Linked DNA regions of Zea mays: region 1 is linked to region 2. The links are chromatin contacts, called in public Hi-C maps. All regions are on one chromosome and are shown on one strand. The core of a region is the stretch at or near the end of the contact, and the rest is flanking DNA. Distances in the headings are between cores, read along the strand shown. Region 1 holds the start of LOC100282143 (dopamine beta-monooxygenase). Region 2 holds the start of LOC111365147.

Region 1 (6,647 bases), core at 2,622-5,121, 860 kb before region 2:
CGCGTGTGTATTGGTATGTATGTAGGAATGTCCCCATGCCACATGTGTTCTGCCCTCTTCTTTCACTAACCGTAGATTTTTTATTTTCTTGTCGGCGCAAAGCAGAAACAAACAGCTTTTCAGCTTAGGGCTTGTTCGGTTGTACCGGAATAGGCCAGGATTCATTCCAGCTCATCAAAATCTATATAAATTAGAGAAGTAATCCGGCTAGGAATTAATCTGGGGCTCCAATCCGGAACAACCAAACAGGGCCTTAGCCGGAACGCTTTCTTCCAGAGAATGAGAGAAACCTAGATACTCCAGCTAGGCTACCACGCCCGGACGGACTCCCAATCGACTGACAGACAAATGGACCTGCTAGTAGTGGTCGCTGGACCTGAACCACATGGGCCGGGGGTAATTAAGAAAAGAAACCATGCACGCAGGAGCGGCCACCTAACTCGTGGCCTAGTCGCCAAGCCGAGCCAAGCAACGCCGCTGGGCCGCGCTGGGTTGGAGAATATCGTATTCCAGCTCACGCGCACCGCGGCATGTAGCGGTTGGTGCGGTGCCGAGACGTCGTCACGTCACATGCGCTCGCGGACGTCTGGCAGCGGTGCCGGTGCCGGTACCGCGCCGGGCATGCGACTATGCGAGCGTACGCCTCCGTCTCCTCATTTGTAACGTGGCGTCAGTTGATGAATGGCGAGCAGCATTTTGCATTGGCGTCGATGGTGTTTCACTTTGACGAGCCTGGACAGGTGGATGGGTTAGGCGTTAGGCCTCCGTGCTGTACTGCGATACGGGTAAAATCGTTCTGCGCCTTCTTTCTCTTCAGCGTTGCCGCGTCGTTCACTGCATGCAACGACCCCGGAGGCCGGAGGTAGGCGAAGGGTGGCAGAAAAAGGCAGTCGGACGCTACCGAAGCGGTGATCTGTGGTCGTTTCTTTCTTTCTTTCAGCTCCATCGGTGATCTGCCTTTCTCTGCATGCTCGTGCTCGCCATGGTGGTTTTCCTGCGGTCTTTCAGGCTTTTTTTCCCCTTTCTTTTCGCCAGCTTAGCTCCTCGCTTCCGCAGATCGCACTCACACGATCGGAACAGGTTGTCCGCCCCCCCCCCCCCCCCCCCCCCCCCCCGCCTATCTTACCACGCATGTGATCTCCACTTTAGACAGAGCGTTCATGTGATGCTTTTGGTTACATGATGGGTGAGCTTTAGCGAGATGCATCAGATGATCAGAGCCACAGTTTTCTGCGTCCTGCAGAATTAAAGGACAGGAAGGAGAGAGAGGGAAAAAAACGCTGAGACGACGACAGCTTCTAGATGACGGATTACTACTGATCCGGGAAATCGGGTTGTTGATTGACTAGTAGATCAAATTGCGACGTACTACTACTACGGGCAAGCATGCAGCAGCACGGAGTAACATGCGCGTCCTGCCTGCGGTTCAACGACTGAGCCCGGTCTCGATCGTATAATCAACAGGATCTCCAAGAATGTCCATGGATTCTACAACGACGTGGGAACGCAGTCTCGTCCACTCCAGCCAGCCACGAGGTAAGGAGAAGAAAATAAACTGAAGGCGTCCAGTGCCATCTAGGCAAATTTCATCGATCTAAAGTCCAGAGTTCATAATCCCCCACCCCACTATATGGTTCAAGTGCCATAATAGTTTAATTTAATTAATGACCCAAATGTCAGCCCGCGCAAGTAGTGGATGGCCATCAGGCCGTGAAAACTGCTCAGGACCTAGTTTTTTCCACTAGAAACAGCTCGCGACATGATGCTCCGCTCCGGTATGACGTCAAGCTGAAACGCTACGCTACGCTACCCAAGCGCTCCCATTACAACTTTTATAGTGTATCTTTCCACTTCCGTGTCAAGATCATGGCACTTTATGATGAATGAGGAGTTCAAGGGGCTACAAATGGTATATATGATAATACTTGGTGGTCCAATTTGAAAACAGATGCACACGATCGTCGTTTCTACAATCTGACTTCCAAATTCTCCCCCAAAAGGTTTCTATAACCTTTGTCTCCCAAAACTAAGAAAAAAAAGTGAGATGGAAATAAAATGGTAAATTCTCTTTTACCACCAACAAGCATTTTCAAGTCTTGTTCGAATTGTTGTTATTTTCTATGGCACATGCTCTTGCAAAAGTGCTTACACTTACAGAATGATGGCAGTTAAAGAGGCATCTAGTCATTCCTATTGTAACATTCATTTGCAGGTGTTACAAGTTCTCACATAGGTGTGCACGAATAACATAGTTTCATCTCATGTCAGAACTCTTGCTTTGAGGTTGCTGAGACACACTCTGGAAACTGCTAGCAGGAATCACAGGAATATTTCAATTGTCCATGAGACATGCTCTTGTTGTACTAAGTTAAATGCAGAAAGCCTTTTTTTTATTACAGCTTTGTCAGTTTTTTCCCTCACCTAGTAGACTTGAAAACATATTAGGTACACATGAATCTTTGGGGCACATGGTGCATCACGATCATCGATCACATATCTAACATCCTTTATTGCTTCGTATATTTTGTAAAAAAAACACCTTCCACTGTTACCATCCACCACTTCCACCCTCATGTGCGAAAGGGTAGGTGTGGAAGGTCGCTTTTATAATAAGGTTAAAGAGGAAAAAAATAAAGTTTCTAAGTATTCAACAATTTGGTTGAAACTTAGAACCAACTAATCCTTAACCTTCTCACTCATTGTTTGAAAACCGACATTTGATTTTTATCAATAGGGGCACGGAAGAGCATATAAGCCCAATTAATCTTTATTATTATGAACTTAACTTTTAAAAAAGAAACAAGTAAAAAAAATGTCCAACCGACCTAATGGCACAACGATCTTTTAGAGCTAATTTGGTGACCAGCGAGGGCTTGTTCGGTTAGCTCTCAATCCATGTGGATTGAGTGGGATTGGGTGGGTTTAAATACCAAGCAAGTTAAATTTCTTCACAATTTTTTCTAATCCAGTCAAATCCATAAGTAACGGGATTAACCGAACAAGGCCTGAATTGGAGAGAATTCATGCGGAGAAATCCTCTTGCTATTGAATTTCAAATAGCGAGTGGATTTCTCTCTATGGACCCCTTCAATTCTATGTTCACCAAATAACCCTTATTAGTGGTAGATCAAAGTCAGCCTTCAACTCCGAGTAAACTGTGTGTGTAGTGTACACCGGGTGACGGGTGCTGGCCCAGACAGGGACGCGCACCCCTGGAAAACCAATGGATTGATCCGGGGCAGGGCGCATGTGAGCCCGCATCTTCCTTTAATCCGTGCAGCTAAACCGTGAGCTGTTCCAGCGCGCAATAATCATCTGGGGCCAGCCTTTCCCATCCAAATCCTCTCTCTCTCACCGCTGGGGACCTGCCCCACCGCCGGCCTTTTCCGCCCCTTTCCGTCTGTTCGGCAGCTCAAGCCTCGGCGGAGAACCACCGCTGCTCTTTGATGCCCTGCGGCCAGGTCCGCCGGTCCGCCCCCTACGGGACAAGCGACATGTTATGCGGTGTTGTGTTGGACCGGATGGGATCCCGATTGGTTCTAGTGTGCACTCTCACGCAACGGCTTCTTCCTGGCTGGATCCGGACGCAGGTGTCATGCTTGGTTTGCTACTGTGCCGTACCGGTAACCGCAGCAAGTTGGGGAGCATACTCCTGTATTACTTACTGTGTCTGGGTAAAAAGAGCACGAGAGGACCTCGTTTTCTATACCAAGTTGAAGGCCGTCACGATTAGAACCGGCAATTCGTTGATTGCCGCCATGTGCGCTCTCCAGGTGAACAGAACACGGAGCATCACCACCAACCAGAGCACACTTCCACATTGTGATACATATATACACACACGCACACGCACAGACGCTTCCGAGGACAGTAGCAGTAGCAAGTAGCAGCATACTCTCCTACGCGAATCGATTAACGGGCGGCACTCACCCACCGTGTGGCCTGCCAAACTGTCCCCTAGGCCCCGGCCCCGCCCGCGCCTGGCCAGTGGCCATCCATCCCTTCCCTTCGCTTCGACGCACCAATCTTGTCCCGGCGCCTGCCAAATCCAGCAAGGCCACACAGCCCGAGGCAGGAAGGGCAGCGCAGGAACAGGGAGCGAGCAGCGCACGGGCAATGGCGGCTTCTTCCGGGACGCGCTCCGTGCGCCTGCTGGTGCTGCTGCTCTGCCTTCTCGGGTTCTGCGTCGCGCTGAGCCACCAGGAGTCGGCGGCGGACTCGTGCGCCAGGGCCAAGGTCGCGGTCGCCAGCCTCGTGCCCTTCGACTCCACGTCCTTCCGCTGCACCGCCGCCTGGAAGCAGCAGGACTTCGTCCTCAGGGTATGCCTGCTGCTGGAGCATTTCTGTGATCCATCTCCTTCCTTTTTTCACATACGTTCTAGACTAGATCCCACTACCATTGCACTCACTGCCCACCGTGGGCTACTTAGTCAATCAATAACCCCGATCTGACCCGAACCACGCATCGTCCGTGCCGGTCGCCAGTACAAGAACACGGGGCCCAGCGAGTGGAGCTTCATCCTCTCGGCGCCGGACAGGGGCTCGTACGTGGCGGTCGGCTTCTCGGGCAAGGGCGCCATGGTGGGGAGCAGCGCCGTCGTCGGGTGGGCGGCCAACGGCAGGGGCACCGTCAAGCAGTACTACCTCGGCGGGAAGAGCCCCGAGGAGTGCGCCCCCAACAGGGGCCTCCTCAAGCTCGTCAGGAACAGGACCGCCGTCGCCTCGCGCTCCGGCCGCCTCTACCTCGCCTTCCAGCTCAGCACCGACTACCCGCAGCCGTACCTGATCTACGCCGTCGGGCCGGACGGCAGCCTGCCGCAGTCCGACTCGCTGCGGCTGCCGGCGCACCAGAACATGGCCTCCCGCTCCTTCAACTACACCTCCGGTACGTCCCCGGCCCCCGGCCCCCGAATTAATCCACGCGGTTTTTACATTTTTTTTTCTCCACCCCCGGTGTGTGTGTGTGTCGAATCGACAAATGCGTGCGTGTGCGCAGGGCTGTCGTACAACGTCGCCGGGTCCGGCGACGCCGCGTTCCCGCCGGAGAGGAAGCACGGGCTGCTGGGCATGATGGGGTGGGGCGTGCTGATGCCCATCGGCATGATCACCGCGCGCTACTTCCGGCAGCTGGACCCGTGCTGGTTCTACACCCACATGGCCATCCAGGTGGCTGGCTACGCCGTCGGCATCGCGGGCATCGTCCTCGGCTTCCGCCTCAGCGAGGACGGGCTCAGGAACGTGGACGTGCACAAGGCGCTCGGCATCGCCATCTTGGCCATGGCGTCTCTTCAGGTACGCTTTTTTTTAGGCAAAGAAAAAAATATAGAAAATTGTCTGAGTTACTCGTAGATAACACGGGGGAAATTGAATACAGATCATTGATAATTTGTATTGGTATCCACTTTCGGTTTGCTCGGCACATGCGTACGCTGTAGATTGGAATATATAGATCTGCCGCGATGGCCAGGCTGGATAAAGCAGCGTAGTTTTACGGGTGTTTGTTTGTAGTGGTTGACCGTGATTAAGTACACTATAGCACTGAAGAAGAGAGGACGTCTTGAGTCACTCACATGCCCCGTGAAAGCGAGAAGCCTGCAACCAGAATATAGAGGGTTCCATTTTTGTTGACAGCAGAGGCTAGACAGACAATGCGCGGCGTAGCCTCTGCACGTTCTTGAGCTGGCAGGTGACGGGTTCCGAGAAAGCGGCTGGAGTAGTTTTTATGCTTGGAAGCTTCGGTCGCCAACGGAAGTATGGCTCAACAACTCGACAACTCAAGTGTGCATGTGAAAGCTGTCGATCACTCAAGTTAACATTGAACCTAGGGAAACCGCAGTACTACCAGTGGAGTAAAAAGTCCCTAACGAAGGGCCGAGCGTCGTAAAAAGTCCATTTTTTTCAGATGAACTAGTGGAGTGAGCGTCTATATTGTTGCCTTTCCGTGCGTGCTTATGGCTGATGCTGATGCGTGCTTTGGTCTTCCGCCAGGTGATGGCGATCCTGGCGCGGCCGGACAAGACGTCCAAGGTGCGGCGGTTCTGGAACTGGTACCACCACAACATCGGGCGCGCGGCGATCCTGCTGGCCATCGGCAACATCTTCCTGGGCCTCTCCATCGCGCAGGAGACCAGCGCCTACATCGTCTCCTACGGCGTGTTCGTCGCCGTCTGGGTGCTCGCCGTCGCCGCCTTCGAGATGAAGCGCTGCTACGCCGACGACGACTGATGAGCTAGCGACACGTAAGAGTCACAGTTCGGTCCCAACAGCTGACGGCGAAGTTTGGTGTCGTTAAACTGAGCGTTCCACGGCCAGCTGGGACGTGACAGACACACGAGCGCCGAGCGCGCGCGCGCGCACACACACACCATTCTTGTTGTTCCGTAGCTCGCAGCTGGACAGTGCATTATTGGTTCGAGGAGGGCGTGCTTTGGTTGGCTAATTAAAAAAAAAATGTTTTTTTTTTTAGGTATAGGATGTGAGGAAGGGGACGGTCTGCTGTTTCTAGGCTAGCTGGACGCTCTGATTCATAAATTTGTACATTGATTGGTACGTGGTCGTGTTGTGTTGTACCCTTTTTGGACGATAGCATGTTCTTCGCCCTTTTCTTCTTCTTTTGTCTCCACCGTGCATTGATCAATGATCTTTAT
Region 2 (6,772 bases), core at 3,428-5,927:
GCGCCCATGTCGCAGCTCTGTTGAACTGTGGACGACGTGCGCAACAGTGAGACGACGATTTCGGTGACGATGTCCATGCAGCGGGCCGCATCCTCTGCTCCCTGCAGCTGCGCGTGGGTCCACGTGGAGCCGTTGCCCACCACAACAGCGGTAGTGTAATCTGCGCAGCGGGTGAAGGCAGTGCTGCTCCCGTGCGTCCACCGATGGAGCTGCATAGGGATGGCGAGGGGCGTCCACCGCAAGCTTGAATCGATGGGACGCCCAGCGTCATGGTGACCCGCATAGACGCCATGAGAGGGAGAGATCTGAGACGCAAGAACGATCCGCCGGTGATTTTTGGGGACGACGGAGCGAGCCGCATCCTCTCTATGTTGTAGTAATTCAGTAAAGCAGGTAAAAGAAACACCCTTTTTATTATTGTTCCGTATCCTATAGTGCTTATCTGCAATTTGGTTCAACACATGGTCAAAGCAGAAGCTACGAGAAACTTATTTTATTATTGCAGAGTATACTATAATCAAAGTCATTTAGACAGTAAAAATGGAGAAAAATACCAGGTTATTTTCAGTACAAAGAAATCACCATTTTTCTAGCAAATAAAATTAGAGCGACACATTTCATTCCATTTTGCATGTCGACCTAGCTAGTGTCCCTAGCTAGTCGGCACTCGACAGCACCAACTTAATGCCTAGATTCTGAAGTGTGTTACACTTAAAACCTACAGATAACTCCCCCATAGACCATAGAAAAATGGGATACTCCTTATTCGTGGCCCATCTTTACGCCATCAGTCGTTCCTTACATGCCTTTAGGTCTGGTTGCAGTCACAGCAGGATCGACCTGTCACAGCAGTTGCACACAGGCGAGATTAGCAAGGTGACGAACGCAGGGATGAAGCTGAGCGTGTGTGTGTGATTACCTAGAAGATGTTTCCATCTTCTGCCTGAGGACTCCGTGCTCCCTGTTCAAGTTCTGGAAGGACCTCATACAATTACAGACACAAACGACAGGTGTATCAGTAATGGATGATGATTAACAGGTCTAGCTCAGAGAGAAGGTAATATAAATTACTGTCCATTATAGACAAAAGGACAACCAGTCCGTGAAACTATCAACAGCCAAGAAGGGGATGGTCCTAAGTCCTAACTGTTAGAAGAAAGGAGAGCAATAGAGCATGTCATTTTCAGTCCGCTTGTACCTGTTGGACGTCGTGGTTTTAGGTGTCATTGATGGTACCTAGAGAGAGAAACTGCACACAATAGGGCCTGCCATGGCGTATGGCAACAGTAGCCAGCCATGGACTTCCCCGCTTGCCTGCGGCTGCCCATGTGTCTGTTCCACCTTTACATGTTGTTGCGATAGGTGAGCAGTGGCCAAACTGGAAGGGATGCCCTACGCTCAGTAAGTGCCACACGTCAAAATGTCGTGATTGGGGACCTGGGAGAGGAGGCACGGTGGGGGACGGAGGAGGCGGAGGATGATTGTGACCAACAACACTGACGGTACGCTACAACATGTGGAGCAATGACCAGCAGATACTATGCTTCCAGTGCAACTGTGCAAGGCAAATGTCCTCTCTCTCATGGGCAGGTGTCATGAACGCGCAGTCGGCACTAAGAGCGGTCTCCGTCTGCGTGCCGCCGCGCTGCCTGCTAGTGCCGCTGTTTGGTAGGATCACGGTGAATGACCTTGACGGTGGGACCGGCTGCTCTACACGTCATGCCGGAGGCATGCAAGGCCGCGTGAAATGCAGGCGTGAGCCCAAATGCGTTTAAGTTTTAAGGAACCAGATGAGCCCAAATGCGTTCAAGTTTTAAGGAACCAGATTAGCATAATTTTCCCTTCAATCCTCGAAAATTCCGAAGGAGATTTAATTTTATAAACTAGCCCTAAATGTTGGGAACTCGATCAAAAGCATACCAAACGAATTTTTATAACTTTAAACGTCGTGCAGGTGTAGATGCATCCATGTTAGAGACACAGAAGATAGAGAAAAATAGTAGGGATGGTTAGGCACGTGCCATGAATTTACAATGTGTTCATAAGTATGCATCTAATGTAGAATGTTATTGCATAGGTTTAAGTAAAACTATTAAAAAAACTATGCACATGATATGTGGGGCTGTTGTTGCTGTATAGAATTACTGTTTAAGTTTAGGAGTAATTAAAAAATACACATAGTCAAGTGTCCTAAATCACTGCCCCCACTCGCCACTGAATTTTTTCGACTACAACACAACTAAATTTTCCGTAACTATTGCACTTGCACATAGGAGAGTCGTCACCATTCCTGTACTTGTAGTTTTTTTTTTTTTGAAACAACTCAACTAGCATTCTTTCTCTACAGCACTGCAGAAATATGATTCTAGATCAAATTAATTAAAAAAAATCTCACCGGCCCAAACGACTTGATTATTTCTCAAATTTCTGCGCAAGGATTGCACGGTCAGACCTCCTCCCCTCTACGTGACAGTGTTACGGAAGCCACAGGTAACTGAAGGAACAACATACGTCTTATAGTCGGGATTGCAATAGTAATCAGGACTACCAAACTCCCTGATTAATACCCCTAACTTATGAGATTATATAAATTGATTGTCATAAACGGTAACAAACAGGGTCTATATTGCATGGCCTTTAAGAGTGGCTGCCATATGGGTCCAATTGTCAGCAACTGTTAAGGTCTCCACAGTATCCTAGCGCCCTTATTGTCCACTAGTTCGGACGGTCTGGACAACCACACCCACCAAATCTCTTTTAACAGGCAACCGGCCCAACTAATCAAGATTTGTCGAACGACTTGCAATTATTAATATTGCTTTTTCCACTTCCTGATTTCATGTCATTGTATAAGAATTTATTACAACACAAAAAAAACAGCAGGTATGTTACAGACAGGTCCACAAATCATAAACGAAATTGCACGTATGGAGAAGGGGTGCACTGCCAATTTTATAACATGTAGCAGCCCTGTCATCCTTAGTGATGATCATGCACTTCCTCCTTTTTAGGTTTTGTTACCTGAAAGAGAAAGTGCAACGTAAGAAAATTGAATTGGACGGTTCAGTGCAGCAAATAGGGAATGAAGCAACAAATAAACTTGAGATGCACTTGTTACAAGAGTGCAGCTAGGCTTCTTACTAAAAACGACCACGGTTCAAATAGGGAATGAGGCAAACATGATCTTTCACAAACACAAAGCGGCATGCAAGTTAAACTGTAACCAGGCCCAAAGTTGAAACAACAGCAGAACAAGCTCAGTATACTGGTTCCATAAGCTTGCATAGAAAAAGTCAATGGTAGCAGCATCTACTAAAGTCTGAATATAACAAATTCAATCAAAATCAGTAACTAGTATAGATCACAGTGCTAAATTTAAAGGTAGGAGCAACCAGCACAAATAAATTAGTGAATTGTGAATGTGTATGTCAACCAGTTTAAAAGGACCAGTACAAAGATCTACACTATGCTGGAAACTATGAAGAACCAACACAGCCATCTATTAGAGAAGAGGGGTGCAAGAGTGATAGACCAAACAAAGTAAGCTTTTATCAGAAGACCATTAACATCACCAAAATTCTCCTTCTACTTTTGCACGAATAATCTGGAAAAAAGACGCTGACAGTTTCATATATCAAGACTTACGAACAAAACAAAACCGACCATCATCATTTATCATTTAGAATAAGTATGACTTGCTTTTTACAGTTACCAGAGTTTTCACCAATCACAACAAAAGAATTTATAACATAAATTTAAGCCCATTCATTCAGTGTGCCTACTGTTTCAAGGGCTGGCAAAATATGAAATCATATCTAGCAGGAAATATGCACTCATCGGAAAAGAATGGCTTTCATACAATACCAACAAAAAAAGTATTATACCTAACATGTTTTTGGGGAACTTCCAGGATGTGAAAACTCAGGAGCAAATATATAAACTCATCTTCAAGTAAGAAGAATGTCATTGTAGACGTGTAGTGCCCACAAACATGCAGAGGAGACAAATCAGGGCAAAACAGTTTGTCGCAGCCATAAACTAACAAGCAGCTATACAACAGCCTCAATTGGTTGATGAACTATTCTAAACAAATTATTTCCGCGATGCCAAGCATCAGCTCGTTGTTAATTTAAACTCAACTACTCATACCGACATAAATTACCCATCAGTCTATGACTATCCAGACGAGTGAGGCTCGAAACTGTTCCAGTAAGGGCATCAACGTAGGAAAAGGTTAATTTCACGGCATTCCGTCGAATCCTCACATCATAAAATCCTTAGCCGATTCCTGAACCATGCTAAAGCGTTGCGGAATTCGAACCATCTAAAAAACCTCCGCTACCAGGTTGAGTCAGTCAATTCACAAGATGACGTACCTTTAGGATTGAGAGCTTGATGCTCCCGTAGACGACACCGACGCCAAAGGCCGACGCCCTCGCCACCTGCAGAGACAAGACGAGGAAGCGCGATGAGGGATTCAGATCCGATCCGGAAGCAACCAGGACAGAATCATCTGGGAGAACAGGTACTTACAAGGGCGAGGGTGCTGACGCCAGAGTAGGGGCCTGGAGTGAACGGCATGGCGACGGCGGTGCGAGGAAGCTGGATCTGAGTCGGCGAGGGTTTGGAGTAGGGAGAGGCAAGGGCTTGCGTCGTCTTTGACGCAGGGGAGAAGACAGAAGAGGAGGATCGGTGGGCTGGGCCTTATATGGCCCATTGACGAGAACACGGAGGCGGAGTTCTCCTCCTGGACGGCCTGGTGGAGTTATCCTGGTAAGCGGGACCCGCGTGTCACTGAGGGAGATCGAGAAAGGATAACTGATGAGACGATACAAAGTGAATTCACAAACTAAGCTAGTCTCTCCTGACTAAAAATAAAAACTAGTACTCCCTCCGTTTCTTTTTATTAGTCGCTGGATAGTACAATTTTGTACTATCTAGCGACTAATAAAAAGAAACGGAGGGAGTAGTTATTTAAAAACTGAGTTGCTTTCCACACAGAACCTTACCAGCATAACCACGATAGTAACTCCATCTGTCATATAGGACTTTTTGGCTCTCGATCAATCTCCAGGACAGACAACATCACCAAGAGTCTTTCAAAATTTACTGTCATTTGTATAAAAACCAATTTCTATGCCTTTAGGGCAAACAGTTTTTCTAAAGAGTCATTTTTTCTATTTTTAGCTATCCAGAAACCCAGAAAAGAAAATGTCTATATTTGAATAACCATTTAAATAAACCGTTGAAGGACATTTTTTCTAAAATTTTTATTCAAATCAATTAAAAAAATATATAGAGTCTTTTGGAGTTGATCTAATAGTTAGTCAGCTAATAAATTGTTAGCTAAAATGGGTTAGCTAACTATTAACTGAGGCTATTTGAAACCCCTAGCTAATAGGTTAGCTGAACATACTAGTTTTTGTATTGTCTTGGAGTCCTTTTTTACTGTCATCCTTTTTATTTAAAAAGAAATTATTTCCACACTTCAAATACATCACAACTAACATGAATCCGTAAAAAAAATACGGTAGTTGTGCTACATGAACATAACTACCGACAGCTAGGGTGCTGGAAATGTGGGTGACGGATCAATCGGGGCACGGTAAAAAGGATTGCAACGGCTGACCAACCCAGCAGGAGTCATGCGTCGAACCGTGGCGAGGCTAGAGTGAATCAGAAAATGGTGCACATGTTTCAAGGATGCATGGTGATAACATGTAGGTGGTACATATATAGTGAAAATCTGGTTTAAATCACTAGTTTTGCGAATTTCTCTATTTACTACGTAGCTTCACACCTCGTGCCGCAGCAGCGGTGAGGCAACAATGTTTTTGCTAAATAGTGTCATTTTGAGCGAGCGTCGAGTGCAGAGTGGTGACCAAGAACTGTAATAAAAAGATAAAAGGACAATATTGTTTTTGACAAGTTTTAGTTGTACCAATTCAACTAGTAAACTAATTGTTAGTTGGAAATCTAGCTAGCAATTAGGCGAGACTTTAGCTAGATTGTTTGAAACCTCTATAACTAGTTTTAGCCACTAGCAATTATATATATATACACGCATGTTATAAATAGACCTTTCATGTTTCTGTTGCTAATAGAGAGGATATTTGGAGTATCTGCACCAACAGTTTCCTTGTGCACCTGTCTGAGGTGATCCTGGTGTGCAAAGGAGGGAAATGTCAACGTCGTTCCTTACTTCACTCCTACTTCTCCTAGTCCGACACTGGAGGCGGCTTCGACGCCAATGGCTGCTAGGCCTCCGAATAAACGAGCAGGTCAGCCCATCGCAGAACCCGCACATCTTTGGGCCTAAATGGAGTCACAAGTGTAGGAAGCGACACTGAAGCAACGGTATCGTGGGTTTGCATCCTACTATGTTAGAGGTTACCTTTTCATTTTTACCATAGCGAAATCTCGTTTTGACCAAAACAATTGGTTGTGATACTGTTTTTGTTTTGGGACCGGAATATACTAGAAATCGTAGCGAGAAAGGCATCTCGCACAACAGTGGTAAGAGTACCGAGAAACCGGTAAATCGAACTAACTCACATATCAATCTGTACAGATATACTTGTAGTCTCCTTGATAAGGCTAGTTTGGTGACAATGAATTTAGATGAGATTCATAGAAGAGGAAATCTTTTATTATTCAAAATTAAATAGCAAGGATATCTCCATGAACTTTCTCCAACTCACTTGTTACCAAATAGCTCTAAGGGTTTCTTTAGGTATTCTAGTATTAACTTTAATCCACATGTGGATTGAGA

What was found. A called contact is a pair of places that touch in the nucleus more often than the background predicts.
Region 1: a Hi-C map of endosperm shows a contact between it and region 2, with 2.9 times the contacts expected there. The contact joins the promoter of LOC100282143 here to the promoter of LOC111365147 in region 2. A contact is called at or near these places in 4 of 25 Hi-C or Micro-C datasets (bundle sheath, ear, endosperm and 1 more).

What each region holds. Positions count from the first base shown.
Region 1 is chr2:34,908,190-34,914,836 of Zm-B73-REFERENCE-NAM-5.0, reverse strand. LOC100282143 (dopamine beta-monooxygenase) reads left to right here and starts at 3,871. Exons shown (of 4, transcript NM_001155055.2): 1 at 3,871-4,320; 2 at 4,486-4,885; 3 at 4,997-5,292; 4 at 5,989-6,614. The coding sequence starts at 4,117. The coding sequence ends at 6,225.
Region 2 is chr2:34,048,109-34,054,880 of Zm-B73-REFERENCE-NAM-5.0, reverse strand. LOC111365147 reads right to left here and starts at 4,677. Exons shown (of 3, transcript NM_001357858.1): 1 at 4,534-4,677; 2 at 4,377-4,442; 3 at 2,779-3,021. The coding sequence starts at 4,581. The coding sequence ends at 2,980.